Regions from separate parts of the Bombyx mori genome. Here region 1 is linked to region 2. Evidence: chromatin contacts called from public Hi-C data. All regions are on one chromosome and are shown on one strand. The core of a region is the stretch at or near the end of the contact, and the rest is flanking DNA. Distances in the headings are between cores, read along the strand shown.

Region 1 (7,672 bases), core at 2,254-4,753, 240 kb before region 2:
AACGTAAATGCGCCACTCACCGTGAGTTATAAGTTCTAAGTTCTCAGTATAGTTACAACGGCTGCTCCGCCCTTCGAATCGAAACGCATTACTGCTTCAAGGCAGAAATAAGCAAGGTGGTGGTATCTACCCATGCGAACTCACAAGAGAAAAGTATCCGCAAATTGAAGAATCAAAAACAATGACATATATTTTATATGGAGGGTAGATGTAAGGAGAATCAACTGTGTATATGAAATGTGTCCGTCTAAATGTATTAAATTAGGGTGGCGCCACATTAGGGTAAACTTAACGGAAGCGCCAAATATTATATAAGTTTATTTATTTATTGCTCCTGTAGGCAGACGAGCATACGGCCCACCTGATAGTGAGTTGTTACCTTCGCTCATGGACATCAGCAATGCCAGAGGCAAAGCCAAGCTGCTGCCTACCGTTAAATACTTTGATAGATACTTTTTCATAAATGGAGTGTTAATAAATCAATAATCTTACCATTCAGAGTTTACGAAATAAAATCACTCACACAAATAAATTAAAATAAGACATGACCTAAAGGTCGTAGTTACCAGGTCATAAAATTCCTTAAAAAAAAAGATGACTCTCTTTACGTCTACCCTCCATAATATTTTATTGGCTCGTGTACCCACCCTCGGAGTTACAGACGCCGTGCCCGGAACAGTTGGACGGGCAGATCGACGAGTGCTTGTTGACTATCGTCTCCCGGACGGACTCAACGGACACGCACCTTTGTTTCAAGCACATCTGAAAAACGATTATCGAAGGGAACCCTTTATTACAAGATCATGCAGTTCTTACATTTTTGAAGTGAAACTTCTTTAGGCGCGTTGAAAGTAAAATTAAACTCGCGATAGATTCATTATGGCTAGAGAATGAAGATACAATTTAGGAAGAGTGAGAGTGAGAAAATAGGCAGAGCCTCTCGCGAACCACTCGACCGTGGAGATAGGGAAAGTACAAAGAGAGCTAGGTCGTTTTTCTTAAGCACACCATTCCTTATTACAAGAGAAATTTGATTTACTTAAGGATGAAAAATTAAGAAAATCACAATACTACACACCGCAGAGAAGTTTCACTTCTTTCACGTGCACCAAGTTGCACGCGCACTATATTTTTTTCGCTGCTTAGATGGGTGAATGAGCTCACGGCCTCCCTGGTGTTAAGCGGTTACTGGAGCTCACAGATATTAGCATAACGTAAATGCCGCCACACAAGTTGAGGCATGAGTTCTAAGCCTCAATTTTAACAGTACAACGCCTTCCACGGCCCTTTAAATCGAAACGCATTACTGCTTCGTGACGGAAACAGGGATGACGGCGGCACTTACCGGAGCGGGTTTACAATGCACCCCAGCGCCAGGTATTACGCAAATAGACCAAAAATTGCGAATATCAATTTCATTACACGACTAGTATTCCGCCCGCGGTTTCGTTAGCGTGGAAACCCCTTTCTTTTTATATAGCACCGCGATGGTCCAGCAATCTTATCTAACGTATTTAGAAATTGTATAAACAAACCTTCCTCGTTTATCGCTCTTTCCATTACCGAGAGTCGTACGAAAATCACCTGCATGCGTTGAAAGAAGAAAGCGGAGAAAGAGATAGTTAGACAGCGGAGAAAGAGACAGATAGACAGCGGAGAAAGAGATAGTTAGACAGCGGAGAAAGAGACAGATAGACAGCGGAGAAAGAGACAGATAAACACCGATCGTGTATAATGCTATTTGGAGATGTTACTCCTTCATCGTGGAAGTTTGTCTCGTGAATATGAATCAAGCATTAGTTCTTTTTATGGCGATTGGTAACTATTTTCGGAACTCGAACACCGGTACAAATCGCACCGGAGTACATTGGGAATTTAGAAATAATCGTTTCGGCAAATTTCTCTCGACGAATTCTAAATAAATGTGACAGTTTTTAACTATTCGATATTCGAAAGCAAATTAGGTTTTTTTTTGACGGGCCAACGAGTTCACGGTCCGTTTGGTATTGAGTGGTTCTTAGAGCTAATAAGCATGGCTACATAAATAACACCACCCATATGGTGCTTCACGACAGAACTAAACATGGCAATTGGACCTACCCATGGGTGATCACAAAGGCACCATACTGTCAGTCAAAGATGAGGTTAAAAATATTAGGGTCTCCCAATTCCCACAATGACCCCCATCCCTATCTGTCTCAATTACCTCAGAACAATCAACTCATTCGGAGGAGCGATTTCCCTAAAACTTGGACAAAGAAATATTCATTTTTTACATATAGTATTAGTTGTTACCAGAGAAAAATTCATATTATTTACCACATTTTTATCACGTTTGAATTGTAAATTCATTAAAAACAGATGAAGGTAAGTTAATAAATAAAGCTGAAATGTTAGTGAAACGGCTTGGCGATGCGGCGAGCACTTGTAAGCGAACGAGAGATAAACAAAATACAACATAATTATTAGTACGTTAAAAGTGATTTTTGAAAGAATCCTTTGTGGTGGTTACTCTTTGTTTATTTTTAGATGGGTCGACGATATCGCGGCCCATATAGAGTTAAACAGTTACCGGAGTCCATAGGCATCAACAGTTTAAATTCCACCACCCAACTTGCAAAATTAATTCCAAGTCTCAGTTCTATAGAAAAATGGTTGCCCCACCCTACAAAGTGGGACGTATGCATGTGGTGGTCCCTACCCGTGCGGGCTCACAACACGTCCTATACCACCACGCTTTTAATTGTGCCTATTCTGTTGACCGTACCTAATACTAATTGGTTTTGAATTTAAATATGTTAGGGACTGAGAAAAGGACTGAGGAAAGTTTTAGGACTCACTCCATAGTTCGTTGATCTTTTCTATTTTCTCACTGGCGAGAGTTATATGTGCTGATTGATCAACGAATCAAAATTTTATCGTTTTTGCACCGTGTTTAAGTTTTACACACACTCTTCGTTTTCACACACGTAGTTTTTACTATAGTGTCAAAAGATGGCGTGGACAGCGGATTGAGAAGGAATAAAGGAAAAGGATCTTTTTTTTCCTACTTAAGCTGAGAGCCTTGAGAGGCTATATCAGCGTAGCCTTAACTAGTAGATGAGCTCACGGGGCTCAACCCTGATGACGTTGCTAACACGAATCCTAGCAAGAGCCGTGCTTCGCAGAATCTACCACCGGATCGGAACGCGACTCACTGAGAAGATCCGGCGAGAAACTCAGTGGGCTGTGTCTGAGGGTTAATTTACTCGTCGAGCCCTAGAACGATGACCGGTGCTTGGGGTACCTAAAAGCACCGTTAGTGGATTGGGAGGATTGGGGGGGGAAGGACAAGGCAGTCCCAACATATGGCAAGCTTCAAATTATCCGCTAGCGGGAAGCGTTATCACGTTTCGCTTCTCGGACACATAGCCTCACCCGCCCGTCACCACAAGCGGCTCCGTCCGGAACCAAACCCTGATCTCTGCCTTGAATGTAGTGCAAGTTGCCGGCGGACAGACAATACGTTATCGTGCCATCTGTGTATACAAACATTACGCATGAGTGCGGCCGTCTGTGCGTCTCACCTTGTGCTCCCCGCAGGCGGCTCCGTCGGGCACGAGGCCGGGATCAACGTCTCCCAGTCCCAAATCGATGATGGCCGTCCGGCACGGTATTATCGTACCTGTGTTCATTCGATTACAGTTCTATTTAAATTACTATGTGTAGAATCAACAACAACAACAAAAACCAACCATAAGCAATGTTTACATTAGTACGGAAAGTACGCAAGAAGTTGTACTTCTGTGGCGTAATTGAATTATTTACCGACTAACCGTATATAATTTTATTCGAAATTATATTTAACTTTAAACATTAATACCCAAATCTTCACAATGAAATATAATTATATGTTACAACGCGCAGTCCATCATCGTATACAAAAAATACACTCTCATTTTTTCCCCCAAATGCCATAAAAAGTACAACTTCTGTTACTTAGTATTTTTTCTCATTAGCGATGGCTTTTTACCATCAAAACATTGCGATATCACTTGCGATCTATGATACGCGCATTGCAGAGGGACATACGGCCCACGTGGTGGTAAACAGTTACCGTCGCTAATTGACATCAGCAATACCAGAGGCTCAGCCAAGTCGTTGCCCCTTCAACCCTGTTTAAAAGGAAGACGAAATCGCCTCAGCAATTTTTCAGCGCATTCCCCATGGAAGTCACCGCGCGACACAAAACGAAAATTCGGTGATCATAAATTTTAATAACATATTCCGTTGCTCAGGGACATCAGTAACAGATTACAAAGGAACAAGCCGCCAGCGGCCGCTGAGAATTAAGAACGACAACATTACCGGTGGTAGAACCTCTTGTGAGTCCGCACCACCCTGCCTATTACTGCCGTGAAGCAGTAATGCGTTTCGGTTTGAAGGGTAAGGCAGCCGTTGTAACTATACTGAGACCTTAGAAATTATATCTCAAGGTGGGTGGCGCATTTACGTTGTAGATGTTTATGGGCTCCAGTAACCACTTAACACCAGGTGGGCTAGAAGATTGCACAAAGTGGGAATGAGTTGCTCGCTCCGGGCATTTCAATATTGTAATAATTGTTACGTTATAATACTCATTGTAAAAATGGATATTTAAAAAAAAATCTAATATGTATTTAAAAAAGAAAGACGCCCGCTGAGTTTCTTGCCAGTTCTTCTCAAGAAGGAGGCTAGTTTTTGTGAATTGGCGATAGTTCTTTTGACGTTCAACAAGTATGTACTTTCATTTATGTTGAATAAAAAAATTTTGATTTGATTTGATTTGGCTGTGAGCTCGTCCAACCATCAAATCAAAAAAGAGTCTCGCGGATTCGGATTTTAAATGAGCTCATTGATGCTAAGTAACGGCTATAAACTCTTTACTGGTGTGAAATAGCACGCCATTCAGAGAACGTTGCTGCCCATTCTCAGATGAGTCCTCGGTCGCAACAGCTCAGTAAGCACGACGGAGCAGGTTACGCTGGGCGATCGCGTACCGTTATTGTTGATGAAAACCGCCGAGACGGCCGCCACCGAGTCCATGCCGAACTCCAGCTTCTCATTGAGGTGTCTGCACTGCAGCAGGCCGCAGCGCGCGTCCTCGTAAGCGCACGGCACGTACCGCTGGGCGGGGCGGATGTAGCCGCAGTTGCCGTTCCTGTTGAGTTAATATTTGTATTGTGGTAGGACCGTTGAAGGTTGAAGTCGCCGTGGCCTAACGTATAAGACGTCCGGTGCGTTCGTGTCGAGCGATGCACCGGTGTTCGAATCTCAGGCGGATACCAATTTTTCTAATGAAATACGTACACAACAAATGTTCACGATTGACTTCTTCACGGTGAAGAATTACATCGTGTAATGAAAATGAAGCCCGCAAAATTATAATTTGCATAATTACTGGTGTTAGGACCTCTTGTGAGTCCGCGCAGGTAGGTACCACCTCTCTGCCGCGAAGCAGTAATGCGTTTCGGTTTGTAGAGTGGAGCAGCCGTTGTAACTATACTGAGACCTTAGAACTTATATCTCAAGGTGGGTGGCGCATTTACGTTTTAGATGTCTATGGGCTCCGGTAACCACTTAACACCAGGTGGGCTGCGAGCTCGTCCACCCATATAAGCAATAAAAAAAGAAAAAAAAGGGGCGCACTGAGAAGATCCTGTGAGAAACTCGGTGGGATGTGTCTATGAGTCATTTTATTCGCCGAACCCTTCGTCGCAAGCGACGGGTTCGACGAGAACGGTGACCGGTGCTTGAGGTACCTAAAAGCACCGTTAGTGGATCGGGAGGATCCGAGATGACGTGTTTTGGGCGACGTCGACTGCTTTCCATTCTTTCCGCAGGATCGGGAATGTAATTACCGGCGGCCACGAAGAGGGGGTTCTCGTGTCGTGCCGCTTTGTCGAAATGGCGCACTGATGCCGACTATAGATACTTACTGACGTGCTGTATAAGCGGACTGCTTCGCGGCAGCACATGACCGACTTTACAGTACATTGCGGGGTCACAGATAACAAATATTATTGAATCACGTACTTGTTCCCTTTGACGTTGGCTGACATGTAGCACTTGTCGTGCGAGCTCTCCCCGGTGACGCCCCACAGCAGCCGGCACTGGTCCGTGTGCGAGCGGCAAGAGCCCTTCACGCAGTACGCCTGCAACCATTCATATTCATGAGATTTCATATTCATTTCATAACCGGTTCGTTCCGGTTTTAATTAATTACCCTCTACACTACTCGCTGCTACTTTTTGGCAAGACAAAGTCAGGCCAATTGGAGTAAAACGATTTAACCAATACGAATCTTAACACGTTGATTGCCACTTAGATCACCGGTGCCCCACGTGACGCACTCAAGTAATTGCGTCGGATTTATCTCTTCTCTGATCTTCTTATTAAAGCGCTGGAATATATACTAGAATCTGCGAATGACGAATCCAAAGATGCACATATTAACAAACAAAGGAAGGCATGGTTAGGCAATTCAGGCGTTTAGTAACAGAAATCGACATAATTATTTCAGTTCGCCGCGCAGGGCACCGGTGACCCACACGGCAGTCAACGTCTTAAGAATAATTAAGAATAATTAAATCGTTGTGTGTGTCTGACTTTGTCTTGCCAAAAAGTAGAAGCAAGAATTGTCAAGAAGGTCAAATAAATTAAAACCGGAACGAACCGGTTACAACTAAATTTAATACTTTTTTTAAAATATCATTTATCTAATTGTTCAACACGTAAACATAACAAAAAAATTACAAATTTATGTTTCTTTGTTTATTTTTTGTTAAATTTTAGTTTTTATAATTTTAACGTGAAACCTATATTTAGAATGAACATCATTAGATTACCACGTACAATAAGATTGGGAGGAATAGGGACTAAAGGTAGAATAGGGACAAATCTGGATGTCACAATTATTTTGTTCAGTTGTTAGATTTAACTTTGTTGAACTGAAAATGACTTTTATTTAGTGTTTAAGAATATTAAATAGTTTAATTTAGTCATAAAAGTTTTGTAACTCAAAGATATTAAAAAGTTAACTACCTAAAGTTACGTACCTACCTAACAACTAAATAGTGCCAGCCCTATCGAAAAACTCTATTGTCCCTTAAGCGACCCGATTCACCCAACGCCTGGATGCATAGGGACAAGTGAGTTTTTGTAACTTTTTATGATTATTCTTTAATAAACTATATCTTAATGCATTATAAATGAAAATTTAAACAAACGGATCAATTATTATCTCCGTTTTATTACTATAACTAAAAAACAAAAAAACGATAAAAATCAATGTCGAACTTAAAAAGTGTCCCGATTCCCCCCAATTTAACGGTATACAGTATCAAAATTTGTTATAGAGCGACCATTGTTGTGTGCGTTCGTACCTGTCCATGGTTGCACGGTATGGTGTCCATCTTGTAAACGTCGTCCGGACAGAACTCGGACTGCCCGGTGCAGTACTCCGGGAGGTCGCACTCCTTCTCCGATCTCCGACACACCGTCCCCGCTGACTTGGGTCGGCAAGTCTGTCTCGTACGAATTATTGAAAATTAGAGACTGCCTGTATTGAATAAATGGCAGTAGCGAAAAGACCCGCCGGCCGGCCTCCAAACCGTTGGTCGGATCAGATAACTGCGCTCCCTGGACTCTCTGT
Region 2 (7,673 bases), core at 1,043-3,542:
AGGCAGGGTGGTGGTAGCTACCCGTGCGGACTCACAAGAGGTCCTACCACCAGTAACTCTTGGGCCCGTGGACTCGTGGGCCCGTCAGCACAGGAGGCCACAGTCGGCACTGTACTTCAGGGAACATTGAAATATGTGAACTCCATTGTTGACTTGGCATCATATTAATCATACAGACGGTTAAATTACTTAAACAATGGAAGATTACAATAATAATTAGTGATTAAAATCTAATAGGTTTTTGTCTTTTTTTTATCAATATAATTTGAAAATGGTTTATTTTGACAACTATCAGCATAGAAGGTTACAGTGGGCAATGTACTTCAGGGAACATTGAAATATGTCCCATTGCATTGTTGACTTGGCACCATCTTAATCATACAGACGGTTAAATTACTTAAACAATGGAAGATTACAATAATAATTAGTGATTAAAATCTAAGGGGTTTGTGTTTTTATTTTGATCAAGTTTATTTGAAAATAGTTTATATTCATAATTATCAGCATAGAGGGTCACTCACGGTGGGCACTATACTTTGGGGAACATTGAAATATGAGGATTTCGGTCTTGACTTGACTTGATTTTAATCATAAAGACGGTCAAATTACTTAAATAATCAGTGATTACGATAATAATTGGTGATTTAAATCTAATGACATAATACTTTTTTGTGTGTGTTATTTGTAAATATGGTTTAGATTTACAAATCCGTTCAATAAATTTTTTTTTAATGTCAATATTACATTAAAGAGGACAACTTCAGTCGAGTTGAGTCTAGTTAGATTATATAATGAGATGAATTGTGTTGTTTTTCCAGACACCTCCGTAAGTTAGACATGCTGACCAACCGGGACGCCCCAGTTATGCACTTGTCGAAGGGCGGTGGTCGCCAACAGCCTTACAGGTGAGTTTTTAATGAGAATTTAATTCATGAATAACGTACCGTTTATCTTCACGCTCGGAGCGGGTACTGTGTGACAACATAAATTGTAAAACCTGTGCGAGAATTAGGAGAGTAAAACATGTTTTTTTTTTTTATAAAATTTCCAACCTGTAAGTGAGATTTTTATTTATTTCCTAGACGGGCGGACGAACTCACGGTCCAACCTGGTGTCAAGTGGTGGTGGAACTCATAGACATCTACAACGTAAATGCCGCCATACACGTTAAGACATCAGTTCTAACTCAGTTTTTATAGGAAAATAGCTGCCCTACCATTCAAACCGAAACGCGATACTGATTTACGGCAGAAATAGACAAGATGATGATACCTACCCGTGCGGACTTACAAGAGGTCCTACCACTAGTAATTACGCAAATTATAATTTGGCGGGTTTGATTTTTATTACACGATGTTATTCCTTCACCGTGGAAGTCAATCGTGAACATTTGTTAAGTACGTATTTCATTAGAAAAATTGGTACTCGCCTGCGGGATTCGAACACCGATGCATCGCTCAACACGAATGCATCGGACGTCTTATCCTTTAGGCCACGACGACGACACGACGACGTGTAGAATTTTTTATTTTTTTAAATATTGCCTTAGCAGGCAGACGAGTATACGGCCCACCTGATGGTAAGTGGTTACCGTCGCTCATGTTCGTCAGCAATGCCAGGGACAGAGCCAAGCTGCTGCCTACAGCTTAAAATTTATTGATAGGTCAAAGTTATCGATAGGTTACATAATGTGGGCGTTGTATTGGTTGTTCCGGTATATTTAAAGCTTCGTCAAACAGAACGCGTACTTAGCGCTGCGTTTTAACGTCGCGCTCTTTTCATGTCACACAAATTGACTAGATGAGCCCAACGCTCCTTGACGCAACGTAACATTCGCCAAATCATAGTGCCTTTCCATAGCAGTGTGAAAATTTAAAAGTATAAAGATGTCGAGTGATTCAGATGTGGCATTGTATAAGCATGGGTATTTTCTAACTAATATTATCAATTTTTCGGGCATTATCCAGTATTTTAATACACCTTCACTCGGACGCTAAAATTAAGTTTGTAAAAAATTACAACGCCTGACGTCAAAGCGTGCTAACGCCTTGACAGGGCGTTGCGTACTGCTAGCGCTGGGTGGCTGGGCCTCTGTTTGACAGTATATTACCATAGTAGTGCAACACATCTCGGCGTCATACCGCGCCGTCAGTTTAGCGTTGTGACGCGCGCTAAGTACGCGTTCTGTTTGACGAAGCCTTTACGGTGTTTTATGCGCTCAGCATGTCGTTGAACCACGCCGAGTGGTGCGTGCTGGTGACGTGGCGCAACGGTGAGAACTGCTCTTACGAGCTGTACGCCGCGCCCCGGGACCACAGCGGCGCCGTGCCCGAGGGTACGGAGCCGGCCAGGGGGCAGGCCACCACCGCCATCTGGGTCGCCAGGAATCGATTCGCCGCACTAGAGAAGAACAACCAGGTAATCGGTAGGCAGCGGCTTGGCTCTGCCCCTGGCATTGCTGAAGTCCATGGGCGACGGTAACCACTCACCATCAGGTGGGCCGTATGCTCTTCAGCCTACAAGGGCAATAAAAAAAAATTGCTTGGTTTTTAGATTGTTTGTTGATTTGTAAATTGGTTTATTGTTTGAAATGATCCCAACATCTCGTTCTTACCATCGCACCGCCCGCCACCGGAGTAGAGTTCATCCATACTACCTGGAGCCACTGCGGTCATCCACAGTGCGTTTCCAGATACATTTTTTGCCACGTGCCATCCGGCTTTGGAATCAGCTCCCCTCCACGGTGTTTCCGGAGCGCTATGACATGTCCTTTCAAACGAGTTTTTTTTTTATTGCTTAGATGGGTGGACGAGCTCACAGCCCACCTGGTGTTAAGTGGTTACTGGAGCCCATAGACATCCACAGCGTAAATGCGCCACCCACATTGAGATATACGTTCTAAGGTCTCAAGTATAGTTACAACGGCTGCCCCACCCTTCAAACCGAAACGCATTACTGCTTCACGGCAGAAATAGGCAGGGTGGTGGTACCTACCCGCGCGGACTCACAAGAGGTCTTACCACTCGCCACAAGGTGGACCGTGTACGCGTCTGCCAAAAAGAGCAGTAAAAAAAAATGCAACTCGCTGTCGCATTAACGAATATAACTATATAATGCGTTTCAAATAAGAATTTGCATGGACCTGCGTCATATTGTGACGTCATAGCTGTCAAATCGAAAAAAATTGGTAAAGTCAGTAAAAAAGGTAGGAATTTTAAAATATTTATTTATAATCCAAACCTTCGAGATTGCCGATTTCATTCATCCTACTGCTTGAGTAATCATCATCATCTTCGTCCCATACATAGATTATAGGGCCCGACAGTGTTGCAGCCTTAATTTTTAAATAGGTGGAATTATTTTTTTGAATATAATCTAAATTCATGTTTAATTTACCTCGACCAGTACTCAAAATTTCATGAAAATTATATAGGATAGTATTCATAATTATGCAAAAAATTGACTAAAAAAAGAAGATAATTTTTTTGTTGTCGCTGTCCATATTTTTTACTGCAAAAGGTCATTGACGTGCACATTTTTATTTTAAACGCACTGTACATTGGTTTTTCATTTCATTGATCATCTTATCAGGCGTCTAAATGTTTTACGATAATCTCGCATCCCGCCACAGCTTGTGATCAGGAATCTGAAGAACGAAGTGTCGAAGAAGATCTCGACTCCGACTTGCGAGGAGATCATGTACGCCGGCACGGGGATGCTGCTGCTACGCGAAGCCGACTCCGTGCAGCTGCTCGACGTACAACAGAAGAGGACCATTGCTTCCGTGAGTAATATTTGGGTTGTTACTGTTACGGTACGTGAATGCGTGCAAGCGTGCGTGCATGCGTGCGTGTATGCGTGCGTGCACTGTGGTAACTGCTATATTATTTTTGAAATTGGAATGTACTGATTTTTTCTTCCTACCTATTCATTTGGAGCTTAAGGGTCTATTCCAGCTAAGCCCGGATGGGTAGGTGAGCTCACGGGCTCAACCTGAGAGAATTTGCTAACAAGAGCAAGCAAGGTCCTAGCAAGATCAGTGCTTCGCTGAATTTTTTTATTTTGAAGTGAAAACTTCTTTAGAATCGTTGTGATTTCAAACCGGATGCAACGGAAAAAACGACAGGTAAGAGACACAAATACAAAAATGTGTAGGATGAAGCCAGCAAAGAATGAGATAGAAATATACATACTATTTAATACAGCGCCATCTGTGAGATTTTTTAATACTAACGTGTGTATGAAAGCTCTTGTAGTGAATTTTAATTTAGGATTATACGTGAAATTAAAATATCAATTCATAGAGGGCGCTACCTTACAATTATTTACTAATGACAAAATTTTACATATACTTAAGACGTTTAGGATAATTGTATTTTAATTTTGGAAGGTTTCACTTCTACCACGTGTGAATTGCACACATGTATTTTTATTTTATTTTTTTATTGCCTTTGTAGGCAGACGAGCGTACGGCCCACCTGATGGTAAGTGGTTACCGTCGCCCATGGACTTCAGCAATGCCAGGCGCAGAGCCAAGCCGCTGCCTACAAATAACATAGCTAATTTGAATTACATATTTTCAGGTGAAAGTATCGAAATGTCGTTACGCCATTTGGAATACCGATATGTCAATAGTGGCTCTGTTGGGCAAGCACACGGTCACACTATGCACCAAGAAGCTGGAGCAGCTGTGCTGCATCACCGAAGGGGCCAGAGTCAAGTCCGGCGCCTTCGACGATTCCACACCGCAGCCCGTGTTCATATACACCACGGCAAATCACATCAAGTACTGCTGTAAGGACGGGTGAGTGTCTTCTGGTCAGTAGAATCGCTAGGATGTGCTGGAAGTAGTGGTACATTCCAGTTTGAAGGAACGATTTATCGCCTGTGCTCATGTTTTAAAATCTCTATGGTCTTCGCTAACCACAATGGCGACTGTCAAAGAAAACGATGCAATGTTTTTTTTCTTTCTTAAGCTATTGCATAGCTTTTATCGCGGGCTTTGAGCGCGGCGACTAAATCAAGAAGTTCCGTAACGAAAATAAAACCTAACACCCTCCACTCCGCCTACCATGTAGCTCGCGTCTAACACATTCACACGTTGCGCTTGTGTAGTGTTTGTAAATAAGCGCGCGGCGTGACGTCGCACTGCATGCGCATCATGAAAAGTCTGCCCATCTCTCTCTCGCGCGTGGTCTAGCTTATGAGTTGAAGGGGAGAGTTAATGTTTTGCTTTTGTTAATGTTTATAAATATAGCGTATTCTTATTTTATTATTATTTTTAATATTAAATTATCATTGTTTAATTATAATGGCATAAGTTGATAAAATATGCTATGCCATAGCTTTACCGCGACAGTCCCCGAGTGCCACACGTGTTTTTTTTTTCTACATATTCTATTAACCTCGAGGGGTTATTCTAGATTCACCGAACTATTAGGTGAGCTCACGCGGCTCAAACCGGAGTACTGCTAACACTGGCTCTACCAAGAGCAGTGCTTCACAGAATCTACCACCGAATCAGAAACGCGACCCACTGAGAAGATCTGACGAGAAACTCAGTGGGCTGTGTCTATGGGTTAATTTACTAGTCGATGGGTTCGACGAGGACGGTGACCGGTGCTTGAGGTACCTAAAAGCACCGTTAATGGATCGGGAGGGTCCGTAATGACGTGAGTTTTTGTTGTTGTTTTTCCCACAGCGATTACGGCATCATCCGCACTCTGGACGTGCCCGTGTACGCGGTGCGCGTGCTGTCGACGGAGACGGGCGCGCGCGTGGTGTGCTTGGACCGAGAATGCAGGCCCAAAGTACTCAACATCGACCCCACGGAATACAGGCTAGTTTTAAAATAACTATATTCAGATTAATTATTAACACATAACGTTCATCATCTGACCTCAAATTAAGATCCCCTCTACCATCATTCATGATAATCGGTTGCTCTTGGCAGAGCAGTCGTGGTCATGTGGAATTCTTGCTTATATGCCTTGATAGATGTTTTTCATAGTTTGCGAATCGAGACCCGGCGCACTCACGCGTTAAGTGGGGTTTCAGTAAGGTCTTCCACCTGATCAGTCCAACGCATGGGGATTCTTCCACGAGATCTCTTCCTTTCCAGTGAGTTTCGCTCAGTCCACATACGGCTATTCCACACCTAACGAGTTCCTTTTCTATCATTATTAGTTTACCCGGTTGCAGCAAGCCACGGACATTCCAGTTACCTATTTTTATGATGTTTTTAAGCATAGATACAGGTTTTCCAGTAGCATTATTTCCATGCAACGCCTGGTCGCTTACATTGACATGGCCGGTAACCCATTTCACACTGTTTGTCCCGGACACAAGACGGCGCCGATTGCCAAGCGGCTACCTCGGCTTACATTTTTTCGTATTCTTCCTATTCATGACTTTCTTGGGAATATAGTGCAGTGGTTTCTCGTGAAAATAAATAAATAAATAAAATAAAATCCCTTCTATAGACCTTTATATTTTATATTAACAATTTTTTTACCATGTATGTATTATACGCGTATACATCATACGTGTATACATCCCACAAACATTTTCCCGATGTAGGCGGAAAACACGTTCATTTATAATATAAAACCACACCCTGTATCGCTCCATTAATTGATAAGGAGGTTTAAGATAAGGATTTAAGTAAGCTGTGAGATGAGATTGATTGAATGAGAATTTTAGATTATAACAAAATAAACTGGTCATTTGAACTGGTCCAATGATCGGTGTTCTTTAGAATTCAGGCTTTATCTCATACGTGTGTGTACTCTGAAAATAAAAAGATTAAAGTCTTAGCTTTGTACTATTGGATGTGGACTTTTGGCTCGGTAGATAGATTTAAGTGATCAAGTTAAAAAATCACCCTGTATATGTTCAATAGAGAGAGAATACACTTTATTTCACACCAAAACACAATTTACATTAAAGAAAACAGTCAAAAAGCAGATACATTTGTATAATAGGCGGTCTTATCGCTAAAAGCGATCTCTTCCAGACTACCGTTTAATTTACAGAAATTCTGCAAAATATAAAAATATAGCAGGTATGTTGCGATGTACCATAGACAATACATTATTATAGAAAATATTTACATATAGATAAACAGATATATACCAATATACATACTTACATACAATACATTATATAGGTTATGAACAAAATAATTTTTTTGGTTTTAGATTCAAATTAGCTCTAGTGACGCGCCAATACGATCAGGTGTTGCACATGGTGCGGACGGCTAAACTTGTCGGGCAGAGCATCATCGCCTACTTGCAGGAGAAGGGTGCGTTGTGGTTTATGATTTTTTTTTTATTGCGTACTGGGTGACTTGAGATTTGAGTTCTAAGCTCTCAGTATAATGGAGCAGCCCCACACTTTAAACCAAAACGCATTACTGCTTCACGGCAGAAAATAGGCAGGATGGTGGTACCTACCCGTGCGGACTCACAAGAGGTCCTACCACCAATAATTATAATTTTGCGGGTTTGATTTTTATTACACGATGTTATTCCTTCACCGTGGAAGTCAATCGTGAACATTCGTTGAGTACGTATTTCATTAGAAAAATTGGTATCCATACCGGACGTATCCTTTAGGCCACGGCGACTTTAAAATTGTACCTGGATAACTTATGACAGGCAGGAGATCCTTCC

What was found. A called contact is a pair of places that touch in the nucleus more often than the background predicts.
Region 1: a Hi-C map of middle silk gland shows a contact between it and region 2, with 1.9 times the contacts expected there. The contact joins two enhancer-like sites. A contact is called at or near these places in 3 of 7 Hi-C or Micro-C datasets (middle silk gland, posterior silk gland and whole pupa).

The regions. Positions count from the first base shown.
Region 1 is chr26:3,742,287-3,749,958 of ASM3026992v2, reverse strand. It overlaps LOC101738149 (disintegrin and metalloproteinase domain-containing protein 12), which reads right to left. Exons shown (of 17, transcript XM_038020719.2): 10 at 7,404-7,544; 11 at 6,055-6,173; 12 at 5,019-5,179; 13 at 3,567-3,664; 14 at 648-762. Among protein-coding and RNA genes, the nearest start is that of LOC134201472, 9.2 kb to the right of the region's middle. Within about 2 kb of position 3,503, at least 3 of the 8 cell types and tissues checked have open chromatin away from gene starts, as enhancers often do.
Region 2 is chr26:3,498,865-3,506,537 of ASM3026992v2, reverse strand. It overlaps COPA (coatomer protein complex subunit alpha), which reads left to right. Exons shown (of 21, transcript NM_001172721.1): 7 at 819-905; 8 at 2,223-2,418; 9 at 3,632-3,784; 10 at 4,584-4,804; 11 at 5,702-5,839; 12 at 7,200-7,303. Among protein-coding and RNA genes, the nearest start is that of COPA, 9.6 kb to the left of the region's middle. Within about 2 kb of position 2,292, at least 3 of the 8 cell types and tissues checked have open chromatin away from gene starts, as enhancers often do.